Regions from separate parts of the Sus scrofa genome. Here region 1 is linked to region 2. Evidence: chromatin contacts called from public HiChIP or PLAC-seq data. All regions are on one chromosome and are shown on one strand. Each heading gives the region's core, a stretch centred on a gene start, on an enhancer-like site or on the middle of the called end of the contact. The rest is flanking DNA. Distances are from core to core; before and after follow the strand shown. Region 1 holds the start of IPP (actin-binding protein IPP). Region 2 overlaps MAST2 (microtubule-associated serine/threonine-protein kinase 2).

Region 1 (6,654 bases), core at 11-2,510, 160 kb after region 2:
AGGGGGTTAAGGATCGGGCGTTGCCGTGAGCCGTGGTGTAGGTCAAAGGGGCGCCTCAGATCTGGCATTGCTGTGGCTGTGGTGTAGGCCGGCAGTACAGCTCTGATTTGACCCCTAGCCTGGGAACCTTCACATGCTGTGGGTGCAGCCCTTAAAAAAAAAAAGACCAAAAGAAAGTTACTTAAGAGATGGCAAGAGGGACACTCCGACTGTCCTTTCTATCTTCCTGAAAGCAGGAACTAAATCTCTCATGCGAAATGGGCACCCCAAGGACAAGCCCAAACTCTGTTCAGATGCTTCACTGATTGACTTCTTTGTCCTGTGAATTCCTCATAAATGTATTGTTTCTCCGTCTAAAAAGTATAAAAGCTGCCTGCTTTGCCCACTTCTTAGGCCCCATTGCTCTGAGACTTCTCTGTGAACAGCTAGCTTTTGTTTCTTTTTTCCCGTTAACCTATCCTGTGTCAGTGTTACTACTAGTCCAGCCGCAAGAACTCAGGGTGGGTAGAGGGGACTACTTCCCCTCCCCGGCATAATTTGGCGAGATTTTTGCTTCAGATGTGGATTATCTACAGGGTACATACGTGGTAGCATTGGGTTTGATGCAGCATGTTTTAGTCCCTGTGGGCTGGGGTCAGAAAGCTTGAACGCCGTTTTTAAATGTGCCATATTGTGAGGTTCTCCAGTTTGAACAACCGCACGGCTTGAGCTGTCCATTTGGTCCAAGGAGGCCTCCATTCACAGTGCGGGGCCAGTCAGGCAGGGACCCCGAGGACCATCCCAGTGAATGGTAAGGAGCAGAGAAGTGGCAGGCCGGCCACTGGGTGTGTGCGTGCGTGGGTGTGTAGGTGGGTGTGTAGGTGTGTGGGGGTGTGTAGGTGCGTGTGTAGGTGTGTGTGTGGGTGTGTAGGTGGTGTGTAGGTGTGTGTGTGTGGGTGTGTAGGTGTGTGCGGGTGTGAGCGGCAGACCGGCCACTGGGTGTGCGTGGGTGTGTGCGTGCGTGCGTGTGTGTGTGTGCGTGTGTGTCCCTGTGTGTCACCAGCACAGACGTTCGCTAGCTGCTGAGACGCCACGAAATTCCAGAGCGGGTCGGCGGAGGCGAAAGGCCGGGCCGGCCAGCCTCGGGGGGCGCGCGTCCGGCTCGGCCGCGGGGCCTCCTCGGCGGGGAGCAGGCACGAGGCGCGCGCCCGGCCGCGCGGCCCCGGGAGCGGCGGCGCCCCAGGAGCGGAAGCGCAGTGCGCCTGCGCAGACGCGCCGGCCGGCCGGGCGGAGAGGCCCCGTCGCCGGCCCCGCCTCGCCCCAGCGTTCAGCGGCGGGTCCTGCGCGGGGTGCGCGGCCTCGTCGCCCCGCCGGCCTGCCCCGCCCCCTCCGCGCGCGCGCTGGTCGCGACTGCGCGCGCCGAGCCTGCGCGGGCGCCGGCGGGAAGGGGAAGCGGCGGGTAAGGAGGGCCCGCGTCCCGGGGGTGTCTCTGGCGGGGTGGGGACTTTCCTCTTCGGCTCCCCCCGGCCCTGGGGACCCTTGAGGAGCGGAGTGCGAGGAGCCTCTGCAACCGGCTTCCCCCCCCCGGCGGTTCAGGTGTGCCGGATAATCGACGTGTTTTCGCCCAAACCGTAGCGTCGTCTGCGCGCGTCCGCGCCTGCATCTCCTCTCCCCGCCCCCACCGGGGAAGCCGAGGCCGAGCTCCCGCTGGTCCGCGGTCACCTGGTGCGGCCCGGACGCCTGCCCCGCGATTTAGGTCGCGCCGGAATGTTTATCTGCCTTTAGTGTCTCGGCAGCTTAGGAGTAGCTCTCCGGGTCCAGCCCCCAAGTGAAGCACAAAGGCCTCATTTGTTTTGACGCTGGCTCGTCTTGACATTCTTTCTGACACCCTGTGCTGAATAAAGCAGCCTCCATGTGCTCTTGGTAGTGAATTCGAGGCCACTGAACATAGGTCCCTGTTTTCTTCCTCTGGGCGTTTCCTAATCTGTCGTTCAAGTTCGTATCTCTTGGGGCACATACCTCACATCCCTGTGCAACGTCCCCAAATTATGTGCTTTCCTTTTAGGAAAAAAAACTCACCACCTGCTGCCTTGTGGAATGAAGTACCCCACTGGCAGTGGGGTAGTATCAGCAGTTACTAAGAAGCATACTAAGAGTTTTCTACTGTCACTGCCAAAGTGGATTCAGTAACTTTGGGAGGTTTTTTGGTAGCAAGAGGCAGCATTTTAGCACAATGGCTGTGCTTGATGCCTTGAAGTTGGGGGCAGAGAAGGTACCTTGTAATTAACAAACCACTAGGGTCCAAAATCTGCTGATGGAAGAAGAAATCTGAAACAAAAAAGCACAACAGCCATGCCATGTTTAATAATATCTACAGGTCAGATTTCTATGTAGAGACAAATACACTGCCTTTATATGCCAGTTAAATGTAATATGTTGACAGTCACATAGCACTGATGTGAAGTTTTAGCTGCTCCGTTGGAACTTTTCAATCAAATTTCTCAGGTTAATTCCTAGATAATAGTGATAATCAGCTTAGTTATTTTTACTTTGATAAGTGTGATTGACTGCTATAAACGGAACCACTTTTCTCTTTTTTAGATTTATTATTATTTATTATTGTCTTTTGTGTTTTGGGGGCCACACCCACGGCATATGGAGATTCCCAAGCTAGGGGTCTAACCGGAGCTGCAGCTGCCATCCTGTGCCACAACCACAGCAACGCCAGATCCAAGCCGCATCTGCGAACTACACCACAGTTCATGGCAACGCCAGATCCTTAACCCACTGAGTGAGGCTAGGGATTGAACCCGCAATCTCGTGGTTCCCAGTCGGATTTGTTTCTGCTGCACCACAACGGGAACTCCCGCACCACTTTTTTCTGACATCAGACACCATTTCTGTCAAGTCATTATCAGTTTTCCCTGACGCCTAAATGCCTTAGATTTATTTCCCCTGTGCTTCATCTCCATATCTTTTATATTACTGGATCTCATGGCTTCTTTCTTTCTTCCTTTCTTTCTTTTTTTTTTGGGGGGGGTGTCCTCTTTTTAGGGCTACACCTGCGGCATGTAGAAGTTCCCAGGTTAGGAGTCGCATCAGAGCTGCAGCTGCCAGCCTACACCACAGCCACAACAAAGCTGGATGCTTAACCCACTGAGCAAGACCGGAGATCGACCCCAAATCCTCATGGATCCTAGTCAGGTCCGTTAGCACTGAGTTCCGCTGAACTCCTGGAGGGCTGTTTTCTAAGACTTTGCTCCCTCTTAGGTCATCCCCCTGAAGGCTCAAATAACAGTTCTGAACTGTTGTCATGTTTATTCTCTTTAAACCTATAAAAGTTTACATCCAAATTTTTGTGCTTGGGTTTCAACGCCCTTTCTCTATAACCTGACTCCATAATTCCTATGCACCTTGTATGGTGGGGAAAAAAATCCAAGATTTAGAGTAAGAAGACCTGGGTTCAAGTACTAGAGCTGTCATTATCCTAACACTATGTCCTTGGGAAACTAAGCTTCAAGTTCCTTCTCTCATTTCAAATAATAATATCTTGTCTTCCAGCCTCTTAATTATTGTGAGAATTACAATTGGCATAATGTGTGGAAAAGCTATCAGAATTAGAAAACAACCTAAGCTGCTGTGGTTATTTCTTTGTGCTCATTTATTTCACAAACGTGAAAACAGTATGTGTTGTTAGATTTTGTTGGAGTATTAAGTTCAAAGAGGATTATAGGAGGTGGGATTGGATAGCTCGACAGAGGTCGAAACTTGATAGGCTTTGTGTGCTAGGAGACGTACATAAATTGAAGTATTTCTTTTCTTTTTTTTTTTTTTTTTTTTTTTTGATTTTTAGGACAGCACCTGAGGCATATGGTAGTTCCCAGGCTAGGGGTCCAATCGGAGCTACAGCTGCCAGCCTTCCCCACAGCCACAGCCACGCCGGATCCAAGCCTCATCTGTGACCTACACCACAGCTCACAGCAACGCCGGATCCTTAACCCACTGATCGAGGCCAGGGACTGAACCTACAACCTCATGGTTCCTAGTCGGATTTGTTTCCGCTATGCCACAACAGGAGCTCCATAAATTGAAGGTTTCCAAGCAGACTTTTGGTCTGATCACAATCGCTTTTATTTATTTTTGGCAGCACCTGTGGCATGCGGAAGTTCCCGGGGCCAGGGATCCAGTCCATGCCACAGCAGTGACTTGACCCATAGCAGTGACAACACCAAGATCTGTACCTTGCTGAGCCACCAGGGAACTCCCGCAATTGCTTTTTTTTTTGGCTGCCTTGTGGCATATGGAGTTCCCGGGCCAGGGATCTGATCTGATCTGAGCTGTAGTTGCAATCTGAGCCACAGCTACGCAACCCCATTTCCTTAAACCACTGTGCTGGGCCAGGGATCGAACCTGCATCCCAGCACTCCTCAAATGCTGCTGATCCTGTTGAGTCACAGCAGGAACCCCCACAATTGCTTTCTGAAAGTTCATTTCAGCTGCCACATGCTTCCTTACCATAGTGTATAAAAATGTCTTTCTGCCTTTGTGCCTTTCCTTATTTTATTTACTGCCTTCAAAAGGGTTTATACCCTCTCCTCATACCTTAATACGTTGTCACTCAGTATCCAGTTCAGATCCCATTTCTGCTGTGAAGTATCATCTAGTTATTTTAGGTCCCATTGCTTATTCCCTTCTCTGAAACCCTATTAGGAATAGTACCACAGGACTTAGTCCTTATTTGTTTCATGTGTGTTTTGTGTCCCTAAATAGACTATAAACTCCTTGAGGATAGGGGATGTTTCATATGTGTATGAATAGAAGACATATGAAATGCAAAAATACGTTGCTTGGTCTCTATTTTTTTTTTTTTCAGATTATGGGCAACAATCCTTTTAATTGAACTGTCATCATCATGGCTAGCGAGGGATGTGCCAAGGCTGGCGATAGTCCTTTTTCATCAGATAAACATGCTCAGCTCATCTTGGCCCAGATGAACAAAATGAGGAATGGACAGCATTTCTGTGATGTGCAGCTGCAAGTTGGGAAGGAAACTTTTAACGTTCATCGGCTGGTTTTGGCTGCCAGTAGTCCTTACTTTGCAGCTTTGTTCACTGGAGGAATGAAAGAGTCCTCAAAGGATGTTGTACAGATTCTAGGAATTGAAGCTGGAATCTTTCAAGTACTTCTAGATTTTATTTACACAGGTATGTTAAGTGAGCTTTAGCTCTGAAGAATCATGGAATCACTCATATTGCTATGGGAATATAAATTGGTCTAACTTATATGGATAGTATTTTGTCAGCGTGTTATCAAGAGCCTTCAAAAAGTTCATATCTGGAGTTCCCTTTGTGGCTCAGTGGTTAATGAACCCGACTAGTATCCGTGAGGACGTGGGTTTGATCCCTGGCCTCGATCAATGGGTTAAGGATCTGGTGTTCCCGTGAGCTGTGGTGTAGGTCACAGAAGCAGCTTGGATCTGGCGTTGCTGTGGTTATGGCACAGGCTGGCAGCTCTAGATCTGATTTGACCCCTAGCCTGGGAACCTCCCTATGCCACAGGTGCAGCCCTAAAAAGACAAAAGACAAAAAAATAAAGAATAAATAAAGAGTTTGTATCTTCCGACCCAGTATTCCTAAGGAATTAATTAGTGATGCAGACAAATTCTTATGTTTATTGTAACTTTTTTTTTTTTTTTGTCTTTTTGCTATTTCTTTGGGCCGCTCCCGCGGCATATGGAGGTTCCCAGGCTAGGGGTCGAATCGGAGCTATAGCCACCAGCCTGCGCCAGAGCCACAGCAACGCAGGATCCGAGCCGTGTCTGCAACCTACACCACAGCTCACGGCAACGCCGGATCGTTAACCCACTGAGCAAGGGCAGGGACCGAACCCGCAACCTCATGGTTCCTAGTCAGATTCGTTAACCACTGCGCCACGACGGGAACTCCCATCTAACATTATTTTTAGTAGTATATAATTCAGTACAGTCTAATTGTCCCGCAGTAGGTTATGTGGTTAAATAAATTATGGTACATGTATATATACTGGAATAAGTTTTATTTTTCTTAATTTTTTAAAATTTTTGTCTTTTCTAAAGCTGCTCCTGTGGCATTTGGAGGTTCCCAGGCTAGGGGTCTAATTGGAGATGTAGCTGCCAGCCTATACCAGAACCACAGCAACTCAGGATCTGAGCCACATCTGCGACCTACACCACAGCTCATGGCAACACCGGATCCTTAACCCACTGAGCGAGGCCAGGGATCAAACCCGCACCCTCATGGTTCCTAGTCAGATTCGTTAACCACTGAGCCACAATGGGAACTCCAAGTTTTAGATCTCACAGGTTTTGTGTGTGTGTGTGTGTGTGTGTGTGTGTGTGTGTACACACACACACATTCACACTCTCATGGAAGAATATTTGGAGTATATTAAATAAAAAAAATCCTGGATTAAATACCACCCCAATTTCACACACAAAAAATCATTTGTGTGTTTTTGCACAGAAAAAGGATCAGAATATTGATAAGCGTTTCTCTCTAAATGATGGAATATGGAAGATTCTTATTTTTCCCTTTTATCTACCCCTTTATTCTGTTTTTTCCTCAAAATTCTTATAATCAGCATGTATTAATTTAATCAAAACTTTTAAAATATTTTTGAAGAGTTTTAATGACATTA
Region 2 (6,693 bases), core at 4,147-6,646:
AACTTCTGACAAGGATGTCAAGACCATTCAATGGATTAGGGACTTTTTTTTTTTTTTTTTTGGTCTTTTCTGTCCTTTTAGGGCCATACCTGCAGCATATGGAGGTTCCCAGGCTAGGGGTCTAATCGGAGCTGTAGCGGCTGGCCTACACCACAGTCACAGCAACACCAGGTCCGAGCCGTGTCGCGTCCTACACCACAGCTCACAGCAACGCCAGATCCTTAATCGACTGAGCAAGGCCAAGGATCGAACCCACAACCTCATGGTTCCTAGTCAGATTCATTTCCACTTCGCCACAATGGGAACTCTGGGACAGTCTCTTCAACAAATAGTCCCGATAGGAGTTCCCATTGTGGAGTAGTGGGTTAAAGATCCAGCATTGCTGCCGCTGTGGTCATGGGTCAGGAACCTCCATGTGCTGTGGGTATGGCCAAAGGAAGAAAAAAATAGTCCTGAGAATATTAGATATTCATATACAAAAGAATGAAGATACTTACCTTACCTCACATAGAAAAATCAACTCGAAATTAATCAAAGACCTAAGTATAGTAGTTGAAACTAAAAAACTCATCAACAGCAACTCTAGCCTCCTTTCTATGCTTCAACATAGAAGCCAAGCAGGTTCCCACCTCAGGACCTTGGCATATGCTGTCACCTTACCTGGAATGTTCATGACCAATATATTACGTCAACATCACTCACTCCAGACTCCCGTACTCAATTCAAACATCACCTTAATGAGAAAATCCCTAAAAAATACGACTTACAATTTCAACCCCTGCCTCACAAAAACATGTATTCTCATATCTCATTATCCGGTTTTATTTTTCTTTATAGCACACAATACTATGACATACCATACATGCTTTTGTCTGTCTGTCTGTCACTCTTGCATAGAAAGGAAATTCCATGAGACCAAGAACTTTTTTTTTTCTTTTTGGCCACAACCAGGGCATGTGGAAGTTCCCAGGCATGCCACAGCAGTGACAAAGCTGGACTCTCAACCCACTGAGCCACCAGGGAACTTCAAGGACAAAAACTTTGTCTGCTAAAACACTTTATCTCCCGTATCTACAACAGGGCCTGCACATCATAAAAACTTAATTACAGTATAATAGATGGGCGGATAGATGAATTAATTTCAACAAATGAATAAATGAATGGAGGCAAAAAAACAAACAGAAACGTAACTTGTAAATGGTAGTACAAAGATTCAACCAAGTAGGCCTGATCTCAAGCCCAGGCTCTTTACTTCCCTGCTGTCATTCCACTTACCAACGTGGAGACACTGGAGGAATTACTGGTTAGGTGGAAGTGTATTTTGTGTAACAGAAAGATATCACAAACATCTAGAAATCCATTTTTTGTTTCCTGTCCATTTTACTTGTAACTATCATATTACATGGAGAAAGCATAACAATTGAGAGCCTCTAAAATCACTGAACTTCATTTTACAGTGATCAGCTATTTTTAAAATTATACTATACTGATTAAACGAATGACTCCTTCTCAAAAAATAATACCAAACTAGGTGCAAACCCCAAATCTCTCTGCACCCATCAAGTATACTAGAGAGAATAAGCCAAAGGAAATGGCTTTATAACTGGTGGGCATACAGTAGGATCTGTTCTCGCAAGAGCCATTCTGGGGCCGAAGCAAACAGAGATATAAGTACACTACTCCTCTACTTCTGACCAAGACTCCGAGGATAATTACAACAACTGTTAAAGCTTCCCAGACTGGGCTACAAGGATAAGAAACAATGGGACAAATGGAAGGTCACTTGCATTATTAATATCAGTTTCTCCACATTTACTACAAAAATATAAGTATTAATTAAACCTATTTAAACACCTTATTATCTCTTTTTTGTCTTTTTTTGTTTTTTCTAGGGTCATACCTGTAGCATATGGGGGTTCCCAGGCTAGGGGTCAAACCAGAGCTACAGCTGCTGGCCACAGCCACAGCCACAGCCACAGCCACGCCAGATCGAGCCACATCTGCGACCTGCACCACATCTCATGGCAACAGTGGATCCTTAACCCACTGAGTTGAGCCAGGGATCAAATCCACATCCTCATAGATACTAGTCAGGTTCGTTCTTACCGCTGAGGCACAACGGGAACTCCCTCAAACACCTTGTGTTTTGTGGTTCTTACCTTCCTGGCTTCTCTACTGCAGATGCTAAGCTATGCTTTGCCTCCTACTGCACACTCCCTACAAAAACCTGGCCAGCTGTCTGCAGAAGAGGTACCATGGAGCTTCAATTATTTGGGGAGACGACTAAGCGTAGAGACCACGTAAGCCAGTCCCTTCATTTTACAAGTGAGACAATTCCAGCCCAGAAATTCCTGTTGAAACCACACACAACTTGGCGGTGGCAAAGCCGTGACAAGCGTCCATATTTCCCAGCTCCATCCGGAGTGAAACGTTTTCTACTCTCTAACATTAGAGATTATGCTGGACCCTCAATCGCTGGACCCTAGGGAACTCTGTGAGTTCTTTTATTAAAAAGTATTTCTTTCTGATCTTTATTAATTAAATATTTAAAGGCAATTAGAACAGACCTAACTTTTTATTTTTTTTGTCTTTTTGCCTTTTCGCCTTTTCTAGGGCCGCTCCCTGCAGCATATGGAGGTTCCCAGGCTAGGGGTCTAATCGGAGCTGTAGCCACCGGCCGACACCACAGCCACAGCAACTCGGGATCCAAGCCACGTCTGCAACCTACACCACAGCTCATGGCAACGCTGGATCCTTAACCCACTGAGCGAGGCCAGGGATGGAACCCGAAACATCATGGTTCCCACTTGGATTTGTTAACCACTGCGCCACAATGGGAACTCCTATTTTTTTATTTTATTTTATTTTTTTTGCTATTTTTTAGGGTCTCACCAGCAGCATATCAAAGTTCCCAGGTTAGGGATCGAAAAAGAGCTGTAGCTGTTGGCCTATGCCACAGTCACAGCAACGTGGGATCCGAGCCACATCTGCAATCTACACCACAGCTCATGGCAGCACCGGATCCTTAACCCACTGAATGAGGCCAGGGATCAAACCTGCATCCTCATGGATACTAGTCAGGTTTATTACCACTGAGCCACTATGGGAACTCCCCAGCCCTAACTTTAGATACCACTAAAAGAATCAAGAAATTCCTCTAGTTTAAAACTAAATTGATCCCCCAGTTCCTCTGGTTTCAAATAAAAATCATGTTCACAGGATATCCTTCCTTCTCAGCAAACTCTGTTCATTTAGAGACACACACCTTCCTGGAAGAAGCCGCCTTCCTTGTGCCTTAATTCATGTCACCTAGTCTTTTGCAAAGGCAAATCTCAGACAACTTCCAAATACAGGGAACCAAAGGAGAAAATGCCAGAAATAACATGAGAGTGACCGTATACAAGTGTTTGCTGAACACTGTGCTGAAAAGCCGCTCCCTTTTGACTCGTTACACCTACTCAGTGCCTCCCTCCACTAAGAGTCCCCGAGGTGCCCCTGCCCAGTGTGTACAAGGCCACTGAGATCCTCTGCTAGAAATGAACTTGAAGACAGAACTGCGGCTCTCAACTAAGACAATACATCCACTCTTAAACTCATGTATTTACAAGAATTCTGAAACTAATACACCTTAGAATAAAACTAAAAACTGAAGCACTATTGCATATGCTAAGTGATTCTTCTAATAGCTCTAAGAAAAAAAAAATCAGGTGGTACCATGATCTTTTTTTTTTTTTTCCCCAGCCTTTTGGCTTTTCTGGGGCCGCTCCCTCGGCATATGGAGGTTTCCAAGCTAGGGGTCTAATCAGAACTGGAGCTGCTGGCCTACACCACAGCAACTCGGGATCCGGGATCCGAGCCGCGTCTTCAGCCTACACCACAGCTCACGGCAGCGCCGGATCCTTAACCCACTGAGCAAGGCCAGGGATCGAACATGCAACCTCATGGTTCCCAGTTGGATTAGTTAACCACTGAGCCATGACAGGAACTCCGATACTCATTTTATAGATGAGGCAACTGACGAAATGAAGTGATTCATCTATGTTGCAAGCTATTTAAGTGACACTGCCAAGACTGAACCCTAAGATGTTTCTGACTGGTAACTCTAGTTTAATATCAAATCACAGTGAGCTTTCATAAAACAGCCAAAATGACCTGACGAGACTCTTTAGAGGACAGTCCTACTTAATCACTAGAGCATTTTTACAGAACAAAATCCCATAATGACAGGAACAGAAAGAATTACGTGTTCCACACATTTTTAAACATATATAATGTGTGTATAAAGTACACCTAATCAACAAATATGAATACTGTTGTGTCCTCCTCCGTAATTATGTATCATGCCTTTCTGCAAAGAAATTTTTCAAAGCCACTGTTTTATCATAGCCCTATTTCCTTAGTGTTACCCCAAATTTGGCTTCTTAGCAAATCATGGTAAGTGTGGGTGCAAATGTAAAAAAATAAAGGTTTTGGGGCCCCAACATGGTGATTCTAATTTAAATAAGTTTGGAATCTGCACGTGAACTGTTTATTACTATTTAAATGTGTATATTAATCTGCATAATAAGTATTCCAGATGATTCTAATGATCCAAATTACTGCCCCATTAGGAATTCTTAGAGAAAAAGCAGGCTAAGAAAATTTAAGAAATCAAAATCCAGGGACAATGATTATTCACGAATCTCCCTAGCCCTGAAGCCAGAAAAGAACAAGTGAAAGACAGCACTGTTCTAACCATGAACCCCAATTTAGTTTCTGCCCTTGCCCCCAGGTGTCAGAAAAGGTGGCCTCTCACTTCTCCCATAAGACAGATGAAGTCGCTGAGTTTTAATTTCAGCTTTCTCAGAAAACTCAGTAAACTCCAAAAAACATACACATAAGACTGTGACGGGTACTTAAATGTCCGCTATCCCCCAAATGCAAAAAGTGACACAGAAAAGAGGACGGGGGTGGAGAGTGAGGAAGGCGAGGGGAGGAGATGGCCCGGTGAGAGCGCCGGCCACGGGCGCAGACGAGACGCCTTGGGGAAGAAACCCGCCCGAGCGGAATTCCTCCCTCCGAGCCCAGCCCAGGAGGGACTCCTCAGCAGGAGATCGCGATCGCCGGCTACTTACAAGCTGCCTCTTCTCGGAAGGCTCAGCTCCTTCTGCAAAACAAAACACAAACGCAAGTTAGGGAGAAAGAAGGTTACATCTGAGTCTACGGGTCCGCCCTACACGTCCGAGGAGATTTACAGCAATGTCTTAAAAATGGCAAAGGTCAAATATTTCTAAATAATGTCTCCCTGTCTTTTAAATTTTAGGGAAATAAACAGTCTGGTCAGCCGTCATCTCATTCTTCCTTCCCAGAAAGCAACGTCTCCCAGGAGACTTGCAGCATTTTACCCACTAGATGGAAGCAGCTCGCCAGTGTGGGTGCCAGGCACTCACTGGACCAGCCATCGGCTGTAAAGGATTTATATCATCAGAGTGAGGGATGTGAAAGGAATGAAAGCGAATGTTTTTACTTCTGGTTTTTCTGGCCACGCCTGTGGCATGCAGAAGTTCTCAGGCTAGGGACTGAATCTGTGCCATAGCTGTTAACCTGAGCCACAGCAGTGATCAAGCCTGATCCTTAACCTGCTAAGCCACAACGGAACTTGTAGAATATTTTCTTTAATTAGAAAATATTGGGAGTTCCCTTCGTGGCTCAGTGGTTAATGAACCCAGCATTGTTGTGAGCTGTGGTGTAGGTCGGATACTGCCCTAAAAAGACAAAAAAAAGAAAATATTGTAGGCAGTTTCCACTGTGCCACAGTGTTAAGAATTCAACTGTAGCAGCTTGGGTCACTATGGAGGCAGAGGTTCAATCCCTGGATTGGCACAGTGGGTTAAAGGATCCACCATTGCTGCAGCTATGGTGTAGGTCGCAGCCACAGCTCAGATTCAATCCCTGGCCTGCGAACTTTCCTATGCTGAGGGTGCAGCCATTATTTAAAAAAAAAAAAAAGGAAAAAAAAAAAAAAAAAAAAAGGAGGAGTTCCTGTTGTGGCACAGCAGAAGCAAATCCGACCAGGAACCATGAGGTTGCTGGTTCAATCCCCGGCCTCACTCAGTGGGTTAAGGATCCGGCATTGCCATGAGCTGTGGTGTAGGTCACAGACACAGCCCGGATCCTGTGTTGCTGTGATTGTAGTGTAGGCTGGCGGCCACAACTCCGATTCGACCCCTAGTCTGGGAACCTCCATATGTCGTGAGTGCAGCCCTAAAAAGACAAAAAGACAAAAAGAAAAAGAAAAGAAAAGAAAGAAAATACAGCCAGAATACAATCATTTTTCAATATCTCCAAAGACAAAAATGCTTACAATTTCTTAAACAAAAACCCTGGATTTAGGTATGTTTTAGAAATTAGAATGGGGGGGTAATTAAAGAAACAGTATATGTGTGTGTGTATATATATATATATATATATTTTATATAACACCCTCAGCAAATACTGGTTCACCAACAAAATACATCAAACACATTAAAATTTCTCCAGTAAAATGTATGACAGGCACAATAAATGTTATAAAAACTGTGAAGAGTCTCAGTTCAGTTTTGTCAACAGAAGAGTTCGAATTAGATCACGTTTTAGTGCTAAATGAGTAACAGAAAAACTTCTTGGGTTTTGCTACTGCAATCTAAGCCACCCTGATGTCAGCCTCCCAAAGGT

What was found. HiChIP or PLAC-seq counts read pairs in DNA pulled down with a chosen protein or histone mark.
Region 1: a contact with region 2 is called in an H3K27ac HiChIP or PLAC-seq map of alveolar macrophages. The contact joins the promoter of IPP here to the enhancer-like site in region 2. A contact is called at or near these places in 5 of 47 Hi-C or Micro-C datasets (embryonic fibroblasts, liver, mesenchymal stem cells and 2 more) and 1 of 2 datasets of contacts at active chromatin or transcription factors (alveolar macrophages).

What each region holds. Positions count from the first base shown.
Region 1 is chr6:165,669,793-165,676,446 of Sscrofa11.1, forward strand. IPP (actin-binding protein IPP) reads left to right here and starts at 1,261. Exons shown (of 9, transcript XM_021096725.1): 1 at 1,261-1,438; 2 at 4,853-5,183. The coding sequence starts at 4,892.
Region 2 is chr6:165,509,020-165,515,712 of Sscrofa11.1, forward strand. MAST2 (microtubule-associated serine/threonine-protein kinase 2) reads right to left here. Exons shown (of 34, transcript XM_021096724.1): 4 at 5,115-5,146. Among named protein-coding and RNA genes, the nearest start is that of MAST2, 110 kb to the right of the region's middle. Within about 2 kb of position 5,397, at least 33 of the 83 cell types and tissues checked have an H3K27ac peak or open chromatin away from gene starts, as enhancers often do. A contact at or near this core is called in alveolar macrophages, embryonic fibroblasts, liver and 2 more, where this site is marked.